Regions from separate parts of the Rattus norvegicus genome. Here region 1 is linked to region 2. Evidence: chromatin contacts called from public Hi-C data. All regions are on one chromosome and are shown on one strand. The core of a region is the stretch at or near the end of the contact, and the rest is flanking DNA. Distances in the headings are between cores, read along the strand shown.

Evidence for each region. Hi-C and Micro-C count contacts between places; a contact is called where the count stands out from the background.
Region 1: a Hi-C map of the A7r5 cell line shows a contact between it and region 2, with 9 times the contacts expected there. The contact joins the enhancer-like site here to the promoter of Nbdy in region 2. A contact is called at or near these places in 5 of 12 Hi-C or Micro-C datasets (the A7r5 cell line, Schwann cells, frontal cortex and 2 more).

The regions. Positions count from the first base shown.
Region 1 is chrX:22,811,500-22,816,426 of GRCr8, reverse strand. The region is part of intron 1 of Vcf2 (VCP nuclear cofactor family member 2); the gene reads left to right. Among named protein-coding and RNA genes, the nearest start is that of Vcf2, 6.7 kb to the left of the region's middle. Within about 2 kb of position 1,531, at least 29 of the 93 cell types and tissues checked have an H3K27ac peak or open chromatin away from gene starts, as enhancers often do. A contact at or near this core is called in kidney, where this site is marked.
Region 2 is chrX:20,961,934-20,967,099 of GRCr8, reverse strand. Nbdy (negative regulator of P-body association) reads left to right here and starts at 1,979. Exons shown (of 1, transcript XM_063280549.1): 1 at 1,979-2,185. The coding sequence starts at 1,979. The coding sequence ends at 2,185.

The DNA.
Region 1 (4,927 bases), core at 282-2,781, 1.8 Mb before region 2:
GAATTTGTTATGGTATTCCATACTACTTTATGCTGATCCATGGCCCCCTCCCCTTCACCATTGCCTTCCTCTTCCTGTAGGTCTGTCTTTACACCACCTGGCAGCTTTTCTGCTTTCAAAACAAAGGGTTCTGTAATAAGACAACACAACTTAATATGGCGGTAGTAGTTAAATATAGGGGAAAGTACGATGTGCTGTTTGGTAAAGATTTGTCACGAGAATATCACTAATTTGAAATAAAAGAATTCAAATCTCTATAGTTTTTTTTTTTTTTTTTTTTTTTTTTTTTTGGTTCTTTTTTTCGGAGCTGGGGACCGAACCCAGGGCCTTGTGCTTCCTAGGCAAGCGCTCTACCAGTGAGCTAAATCCCCAACCCTTTGTCTCTGTAGTTTTTAGTGGTGCTAAATCCCCAACCCTTTGTCTCTGTAGTTTTTAGTGGTGCTCAGGCTGGGTAGGAAGAGAAGGAAGGGGGCTTTGTGCAGTCTCAGAGACTCCAGGCTATCCTTGTCAGGTTCCTTTGAGACAAGTGCTGCTTCAGTCCATGGTGTGTAATTCCAGCTCCCCCTGCAGGCGGATCACTTCAGTTTGTCCCTTTTTTAAAACTGAGGGGAAACAGGCCTAGAGAAGGACTGACAGATGGGACAGAAAGGAAATTGGGTCTAAAAACCTACCTTTCAGAAAACCATGTCTGTCTTTGATAGTGTTTAAAGTGAAAGCTTGTTTTGTTACTGCGTATATGATTTCTTTTTCAGTTATGTGGGAATAGATCTAAATCATTTTAAAAGCCTACAGTTTTCTTATCTTTGTCCAGGGACTCAGATACATTCAGGACACCTGTCTATTACTGACTGATAGACAGACACGGTCTTTCCTGCTGCCTGGGGCATGACAAAGGGCAGGTATACTAAAGAGAAACCAGAAGGTTCTTGAGGAAGAGGGTTTAGTGGCCTTCTGCTCTCTGTCCTTGACTCTGTGGTGGGTAGTTAGGGTGAGTTTTGAAAGACTGAGTGCTCTTCCTGAGGAATGGGTTCCAAGGCTGACTTGAATGGGAGGCCTGTCCAAAGGACTGGTATATGATGGTGGTTGGGTCAGCTGTTTCTGGAGATCAGCAGTCCCAGCCATCAGCCTACCAGCAATTGCACATTGGGAAGGTATGTCTTGGTAGGCTCCAAGAAGGAGAGTTGAAGAGACCTCACTATTTCTGTACAGGCTCAAGGCCTGCTATTTCTTGGATAGAAACCAAGGGCTATAGCAGGGAACGCTTATATGGTGAATATCATTTTCTGGGTTAGGACCATTCTGGTTGGTAAAATATAAATGTATTTTGTAAAGGTTTTGGCCATTTCATTATTTTCTCAGGTATGACATTTCCTAGCAGGAAGCTAGTTTAAAACAAGCCTTTCTTCTGAAGTACGTGAGTCAGTTTCTTTGACCATTAGGTGGCAGTATTGCCCTAGGATGTGACCCCGTGCGTAGGTTCACCCGCCCTTTGTGTTTGAAAAAAAAGGGGAAGTTGGCGTTTTTTTGCCTGCTGGGATGATGCCATTGATTGCGGCATTCTAGAGGTTCTTGCCTTACAATTCAGGGTCTGTGGACTTAGAATGCTTTACTTTTTAAATTGCTATTCTCCTGTGGAGCATTCTAGGCATTAGGCTTCTTAGTATTTCTTCTCCTCTGAAAGGTCTGGTCATTGTTTCCCTTACTTGTTCTGGGGATGTGGACATTCTTGTAATAAAGACTCAGTTTCATCTCTGTCTAGAAATTTCTGTAAAGTGTAATGAGAGCAGTACTTGTGCTTATCATTATGTATATTTTATGGTAATTGCCTTGTAGGCCTTCTCCCCGGTAAAGGTACATTTAAACATACAGATATCCATACCTGTCTGCCTTGATGCTTTTAACATCTTTTTACAAACACACAGATCAGCTCAATAACCGCGACTGTCTTCTTAGAGAAGGTTAAGAGTGTACCTGGAGCTGTTTTGACTGACCATAGCCTGACAACACAGATTTAGCTTACTCCAAATGCCATGTTCCAACGTGGAAGCAATTTCAAGAAGTTTTATAGTTTTAGAGAATAAAGCAAATTTAAAATACATTGGAGGATATACATCAAGGAACTAGGTCTGCTGTCTGAGCTTTCGCCTTGGTGGAAGCTAGTGATCTACATGAAGAGATTCCAAAAGGTTACTGTTAGTCACAGGATGTTCCAGTATAGATGTGGAATGGCTATTCTTCTCTAGGGCTAGAACTAGTTCAAGGTAAGTTAATTAAACTCTGGACTTGTAGCATCTGTATTCTCACAGGTCTCTGCAGTTCCTGTCAATGAGTCTGCAGACACAGCTTCTTTGCACGCACACATGCACATGTTTATCACAATAAATCTCATTTACATGTTGTAAGCTAGGGGCTTAGTAAAGAAACCAACATGACCACTCCATGGTGAAGAGTTTTATATTTTTGTTATAGATCAGAGAGGGAGTGAGGGAGAGAGGGAGAGGAGAAAGTAGCAGGCAGGCAATAGCCCGGGCTATGGGAGCAGAGAAAAGCCAAAATGATGGTTGAGAGCTGCCAGGTATAAGGGCTTATGTTATTTGGGAGGAGGACAGGTTGGCTGAAATAGCCTGGGAACTAGCTTGGGGCTCTGATGTGTTGGAGGCTGAGTTAATAGAGAAGTAGATTCCCTTTTTAGAGGTTGGGGAGCAGGTAAGACAGTAATGGTGTTTCCTAACAAATTGGAACCATGTTACAGGGTTTTTGAAGAATGCAAGTGTTTACTGAGTAAGAGTCTACCCTGAGCTGAGCTAAGCTGCTATTTGAGGTACTGGGACCCAACCCATGTATTAATTACCCAGTCTCATATTTAATATCAATCACCTTGACCACATAATCATTTGAAAAGCTGTGAACATTTTTCTACGTAAAACATTGTTCGCTTTCTTTTCATCATATTTTTCCTTAGCACACCAAAAAGTGCCCAGAAGTGTACTTTCAATATGCATATTTTGTTCAGTATGTATGTGATGATTTCTTCAGAGTAATTTTAAGACTGCGTTTTAAAGATTTATTTTTAATTGTGTGTGCATGCATGTTTGCATGCATGTATGAGTGCTTATAAGTGCAGTGCCCACCCTTTGGGGCTGGAGCCACTAAACATGGGTCCTGGGAACTGAACTTGGGCCTTCTATAAAAACATTACTTTCTTTTAACTGCTGAGCTGTTGTGCCAGCTTTTTAAAAAGTTTTCTTTATAAATATAACATATTTCATAGTGTTCTATAGTGTTGGAACAGTTATCTAACCATGGCTTTCTTTCCACTTAATACTTTGTTCTGAGCTCTGAATATGTTGTAATAAAAATAAGTCTTTTGTGAATGGAGAGATGACTCAGTATTTAAGAGCACTTGTTGATTTTGTTGATGACCCAGGTTCGAGTACCAGTACCTCATGGTGGCCCACAACCATCTGTAACTCTTAATTTTAGGGATTCCAATTCCCTTGTCCTCTTTTGACCTCCATGGGCACCAGGCAGGCACATGGTACATAGACATACATTCAGGTAATCGTTCACACACATACAGATGAATCTTTATAAGTTTAAAAAGAAAATTCTTTACCTGGGTATTTAGCAACAGGAAAGCATCTTGCAAAGCCATGTAGAGTATAAGAGATCAAGGAAATGGGTGCATACTCCTCTGTTTTTCTTGTAGTGGCTGGAGACTCTTGATGATTGGCTTCACATCTGCATGGCATGTTCTCCACAAATTTAATTCATCATTAGATGGTATTAGTACCTGCTTCAGGAAGTGATGGTTTACATAATAGCCCAATAGGCTCTTAACATGTATCTTGCCAGTGTTACATGTCATGTTATTATTATTTGTCATATTTCTGAAAATGTAGAGTAGACTCTTTAAAAAAATATTAACACTATGATAAAATGTACCTTAAAAAGAAAAAAGATAGTCTCATGTAGTCCAAGCTAGCTGTAGCTGAGATTGATCTGATCTTCTGGTTTCTACCTCTTAAATGCTGGGGTAACAGTTATGACTCCATACTTAGTTTATCTGTGGCTAAAAAATCAAGCCTAGGGCTTTGTATATGTCAGGCAAGTGTCCTACCAACTGAGTTAAATGATCCTCAGCCCCAAATATACTCTTTAAATACCATAGCTCATATATGCTATATATATGTTAAGCTTCTAATTTTTGCTTTTTAATAGAAAGAGAAAAATATCATTTGTATGAATCCATAAAAGAAATGTGAGTCAGGAAAGCACATTTATACATTTCTCAAAGATAATCTTTCTATAAAACAAAGAATATTTTGTGTGTAAAGATTTTCACCATAATGAATTGTTTGTAATATATTTCTTGAAGCAGACTTATTGTATTAAGAACATACACACTGTATACCTTGGTTATATACTGAAGGAAAGGTAATACCCATTATATAAAAATTCTTGTATACCCTCACTATTATTTCTTGACTTTAAAATATCATAGTATTAGATAATAGCTACAGGTATAGAAATAAACCCCAGGCGTCACAAACTTTGTAACTATTATCATTGAATTTTGCTCTTTAATTGAACTTTTGAAATTTTCATTTTTCTGTAGCTAAGTCTATAACAGTTTCTGCTGCCCCTGAAACACAGTCCATGAAGAATAAGGATTCTACCAGTGAGACATGCCCATAATGCTATGGGCTTTGTTGGTTTTTTTGTTTTTTTTTTTGTTGTTGTTTTTTTGGTAAGCCTTCATGCTAAAAATGTTATCCCTGACCTGGAGAGGTGGCTTAGAGGTTAAGAGCACTGGTTGCTCAGCAGAGGTCCTGAGTTTAATTCCCCACAACCATGTGATGGCTCACAATCATCTATGATGAGATCTGGTGCCCTCTTTTGACATACAGGTGTACATGCAGGCAGA
Region 2 (5,166 bases), core at 730-3,229:
CTTTACTCTGATATGTGTGGTTTTACATATTTTTAATGGGAACCTGCACAAAAAAATTATGACAAGGCTAATTATTTTGAGAACTGATATGGTCTTTAATTTGAACAATATAACGTCTGCAGTATACATTGGAGTGAAGGACTAACATTTGCTGAGATGCAAAGGTACAAGATAAGGCATAGATTAATTAATTTCACTGAAGGGAATTGGCTACCCAGAAGGCATTTGGCAATGTCTTGTGGTATTTTTGGTTATCATAACAGAGGGGCAGGAAGTACTACTGGTAGAGTCATAGCTTAGAATATTATTAAACATCCTACAGTGTACTGACAGGTCACCATCAGACACACACACACACACAATGTTCTACCCTCAAAGGTCAACAGCTTAAGTTTCAGAAATTCTAGGCCACAGCTTTCTGATTTTGTGCTCACTTTTTCCTTTAACTTTGACACAGTTTTTCTTCCATCTGCCATGACCTACCCGAATTTGATTCATATTTCTGCCTCTATTTTTTCTCGGCGTAGTACCCACACCCATAACTTCAACTATTAATTCTAGGATGTTGACTGCTCTCATGTTTAAGTACAAATGTTCTTCTGGTTCTAAAGCGTTCTCTCAATATCCCTCACTTTTTTTTCATTAGGATTTTCTGGTGCTGATGGTAGCAGTTGATACACTGATCCAGAAGGGCTTAACTGGGGGGTCATATTGGAGGTAGGGAAGGCAAAAAAGGAAGTGATGTTCTTAGATTTTAATCTTTTAATTAAAAAAAACTATAGGGCCTTTGAATTTTACCAAATATCGATTGGTACCTTCTTTATGTAAGAGGCTGTGCTGGTGCTTGGAGGAAGGAAGCCATTTTAGAGGTGTGAGTTAGCTATGGCAGTAACTGGTTTAAATGGATTGTTCTTAATATGGTATCATTTTGCACGTATATTATCATAGGTAGAAATCCAAATTTCAATACTTCAATTAATGAAATACAACAGAGTTTTTAAGAGGTGCAGTGTATGAAAAGAGAGTTCTTGTGATGTGATGGATTGATATTTCTCCATTAGAAAACAATGACTGTGGTAGTGGAAAAGTGTGGTTTTGCTTGTGAACAGGCAAGTGACATAGACATTAAGATTATAGAGTGTGATGCCTGTCAAAGAAATTCAGAAGCCTTTTCTCTGTTTTGTGCACCTTCTGATAACTGTTTCTAGCTTCTTACCATATAACATAGAATATAACATACCACAATAGTAAGATGAGTCATTGTTTTCCAAAACCCTAAAAAAGAAATAAAATCTTGCCAATTAAACATGGAGTGCTACCAGTTGTCTGTTTTCAAAGAGATCTTGGCTGTTGGATTGAGGAAAAATACAGTACGTTTTTAAGGATGACAAAAATTTTAAAATATGAAATAAACAGAGGCATTGGTTTGTATGACACATGATGAATTTATTGTGCATCCGTTTTCCACAATCGGCTTTCAATTTAACACTGTAATCAATAAGGCAGCATATTTGTACACAGCTTCTTAGATACCCCTTTCGTGGCTCTGTGATGTGCGTAAGTGACTGCAGTGCAAAACGCTTAATTTCTTTGGTTACAGCACTCCCGCGACCATCCCACACACCCATTCATTAACACGTGTGCAGTTGGCAAGTTACAGGCAAATTAGTATTTTTAAAATTAAATGGTATAAAACTCTCCATATATCTAATTAAACTGTGGGAGAGATGTGCTGTGGAGAAGCATTTTTTAAATGTGCACTTTTTTTGCATTCCGTTCTCGTAGAAAGGTTAAAATGGGCTGGGGTGCGGAGCGCCGAGGAGGCGGAGAAGGGATATACGTCTCAGGATACAGGAAATACGGTAACAGCGAAACCAGGAGGAAGCCAGCCCTGTGCCTGGAGGGGATCCGCCATCTCAGATCTCGGCCTTGCGCAGGGCCCACCAGAGGAAATTAACGCTCTGGTCCTGTCATACCTATGGGGGACCAACCTTGTGCCTCCGGGAGATCCACGCTCCCACCAGGAAACACGCGGGAACCCAAGCCTCCAAAAAAGCGCTGTGTCCTGGCTCCGCGGTGGGATTATCCTGAAGGGACTCCCAGTGGAGGTAGTACCACTCTCCCCTCGGCGCCTCCTCCGGCATCTACTGGACTCAAGTCGCACCCTCCTCCTCCGGAGAAGTAGTGAAATAGATTTTTTTCCCAGACGAAATCAGGTCAGATTCTTTCTTTCTCATCTGGGACATCCAGGCTCTCTGAAACTTAATTGTACCTTTTCCCAGCTCTTCTCCGTTTTCCTGTTATTTCCACAAATTTAAAAAGAAGAGAAACAAGTACAGGCGTCGAAAAGCCTTTCTTTCTTCCTTCCTTTCTTTTTTTTTTAAAGTATGCTTGGATGAAATGGGTATTTGATTGCGTTGAGTAATTTCACATGAGTTACTTGTAATTTGTAAAAAAAACTGCGGTGTTTTGATTTTCGTGACAGACCAAGGTGTAGGGAGAGACAAGTAAACTGTTCACTGGTTGATAAATTAAAACTGTGTGGGGATTTACTATACTCTTCTATTTTTGTGTATATTGGAATTTTTTTCCATTTAAAAATGCTTAGCTCAAGTAAGGATGTACTCAAGGCCTAATGCCTGCACAGAGGAGATTGTGAAGAGAGCTTTGAGAAGTAGGTATTTTTTCCTGAGTAAGACGGGATTTAGTAAGTGAAGACAAGTTATAATATGATGATCGAACTCAAGTACCATAAAATGTGCTTGTTCAAGGTATTCAGGAATCGTGGAGGGTAGAGATGGCTCTTGATGGAGCAAGAATGCCTGTTAGTCATCAAGAGCCATCCAAGAGGAAGGGGGGAGTCCATCAAGAACCATCAAAGAGGAAGGGGGAATTTGGGGTGGGCTTTAAAGGGTGAGTGACATCTACCATATGGGTTGGGAGGCTTTTTAGGCCTAGTGTTTCCAGAATGAAAGCCAGAGGGCAAGGTTGTTCTGGGGCAGCATGGCTGTAATTCTAAGTCTGTGAGGGAAGTGTGATACAGGGCTGTAGGCCTTGACTGTTTTGCTAAGAAGTACGCAGCAGTTTATTCTTGATGAACGAGTAGCATAGGAGATTTCCAAATAAGTACTATTTGTGTTTTTAGACTCTAATCCTTATTTTCATGAAGCTAATAGCTAATCTGAATGAGGCTTATGTTAAAAAAAAAAAACAAGTTTGACTCAAGGCTCACAATTCCTTCTCATCTCGTACCACAAATCTGTATGGAGTCCTTGCTGTGGTTAGGTCTTGCACTGGGAAGTGGGGAGGATAGGTGACCAAATCATAGCAAGAGGAAAATACATATGTGAGCTAGTCCATGAATAACAGTGACGATTGTGAACGTTCTGGGTGTCAGGTTTGTTGGTAAAGCATAAAAAAATGGAGTCCCATTTCACCTCAAACCTGGTGATTGTCATTCCAATAGGCCGGTCCTTCCCTCTTTTTTTTTTACCTCTATTCAAAGGGAAAATGTGGTAATTTAAATGGCAATAGGGAAAGAAATGCTTACCTAGAAAACAAAGGGGGCTCTATTCAGGGCCAGAAGTGCTTAAAGAGCTAAGTAATTTCTCCCCTGTGATTTAAAGCGTACACAATTGCGTTGGAGGATACTTGTTGAATTTGTGTGGGTGCCATCTTTTTCTAAAGGATTCACATGCTTGCATTTAACCACAGCTCCACTAAAGGATGCTTGTATAGGCCTATAAGTTGCCACAAGTTGTGAGACACTTAAGTGGCCACGTTGAGATTTGATTACAAAAGAAAACGCTTGGTTCCAGAATTGATGCTGTCAGCTGCTATGCAGAATATACTCCCTCATTCTGTGTACCCTGTTATTTAATAGGAATGCGCCATTGAGCTGGGAGCTGAAAAGGCCCAGGGAAAATGAGACAGACTACAAGTGATAGAAGAAAGGATTTCACCTTCTTTTCTTGTTTTTCAGTCTGTGAGGGATTGCAGTATGGTTCCGTTTCCTTGGTGCGTTTGTAAAATAGTTTACCCATTGAAGACCATGAAGATTCTTTCCAATGCTACCCTGCTTTTGCTGGTGTCCTGCACCTGGAAGTTGTGATGCTAAAGGTAATCTTTTTTTTTTTTTTTAGAAATAAAAATGCACACAAAGGAGGAAAAGATAATGGCATGTTCAAAAATAATCAGACAAAACCCAAAAAAGCCAGCAGTAATGATAAACTGAAGTGTTTTCTGTAGTGTATGAAACCGTACACACTAAAAACAACTACATGATCTGTAAAGCAGTTTAGAAAATGTACTGCTGACTGATTATAGTTTCTGTGCTTACTGGAAAGTAAGCATTTTTAAACCTCATTTTCGAATTTTTGCTAGTAAAGGGGAAAATGGTGGGTACTTTTATACCAATTTTATAACAAGTATCCTTTCTGAATTATATTTTTCTAGTAATAAGCTGATTTTTGAATTATATTATAATGTCTCTGCCTTCCTTTCTAATGTGTGTTTTTTTTTAGTTTGTCTAAGAAAACTAGTTGTTTTGTTTTTTTTTTTCAAGACAGGGTTTCTCTGTGTAGCCCAGGCTGTCCTGGAACTCACTCTATAGACCAGGCTGGCTTTGAACTCAGACATCGACTGTCCCTGCTTCCTGAGTGCTGGGATTAAAGCCACTGCCTGGCTAGAAATTACTCTGTATTCCTAGCTTGCTGAGAGGATTTATTGTGAATGGGTATGGAGTTTTTTGTTTTGTTTTCACAAAATAACTTGTATCTACTTGCATACGTATATTTTCCTCATTCCTATGACAATGTGATGATAAATGACAATAATTTTTAACAAATTTCCTTATTTTGATTTTTAATAAGGCTTCCACATTCTTTGGGGGTAGGGGACAGGGCAAATATTGGTCTTTAGGACTTGAGCATTTTTTGTCTTTTGCTTGGTTGGGTTTTTGTTGTTGATGCTATTTTGTTTGGAGACAAGAGGTTGTTACTGGGACCTGATCACATAGGCTGCCTGCTCACCTGGCCCAAGTGATCAACCTTCCTTAGCACTGTGATGGGAAGCCTGGAGGCCATGTCCAGCAAGAGGTAGAACTTTTAGGTCTATGGGCTTGTATAGTAAGCAATTTACTTACTGAGCCATCTCTCCAGCCCTGCT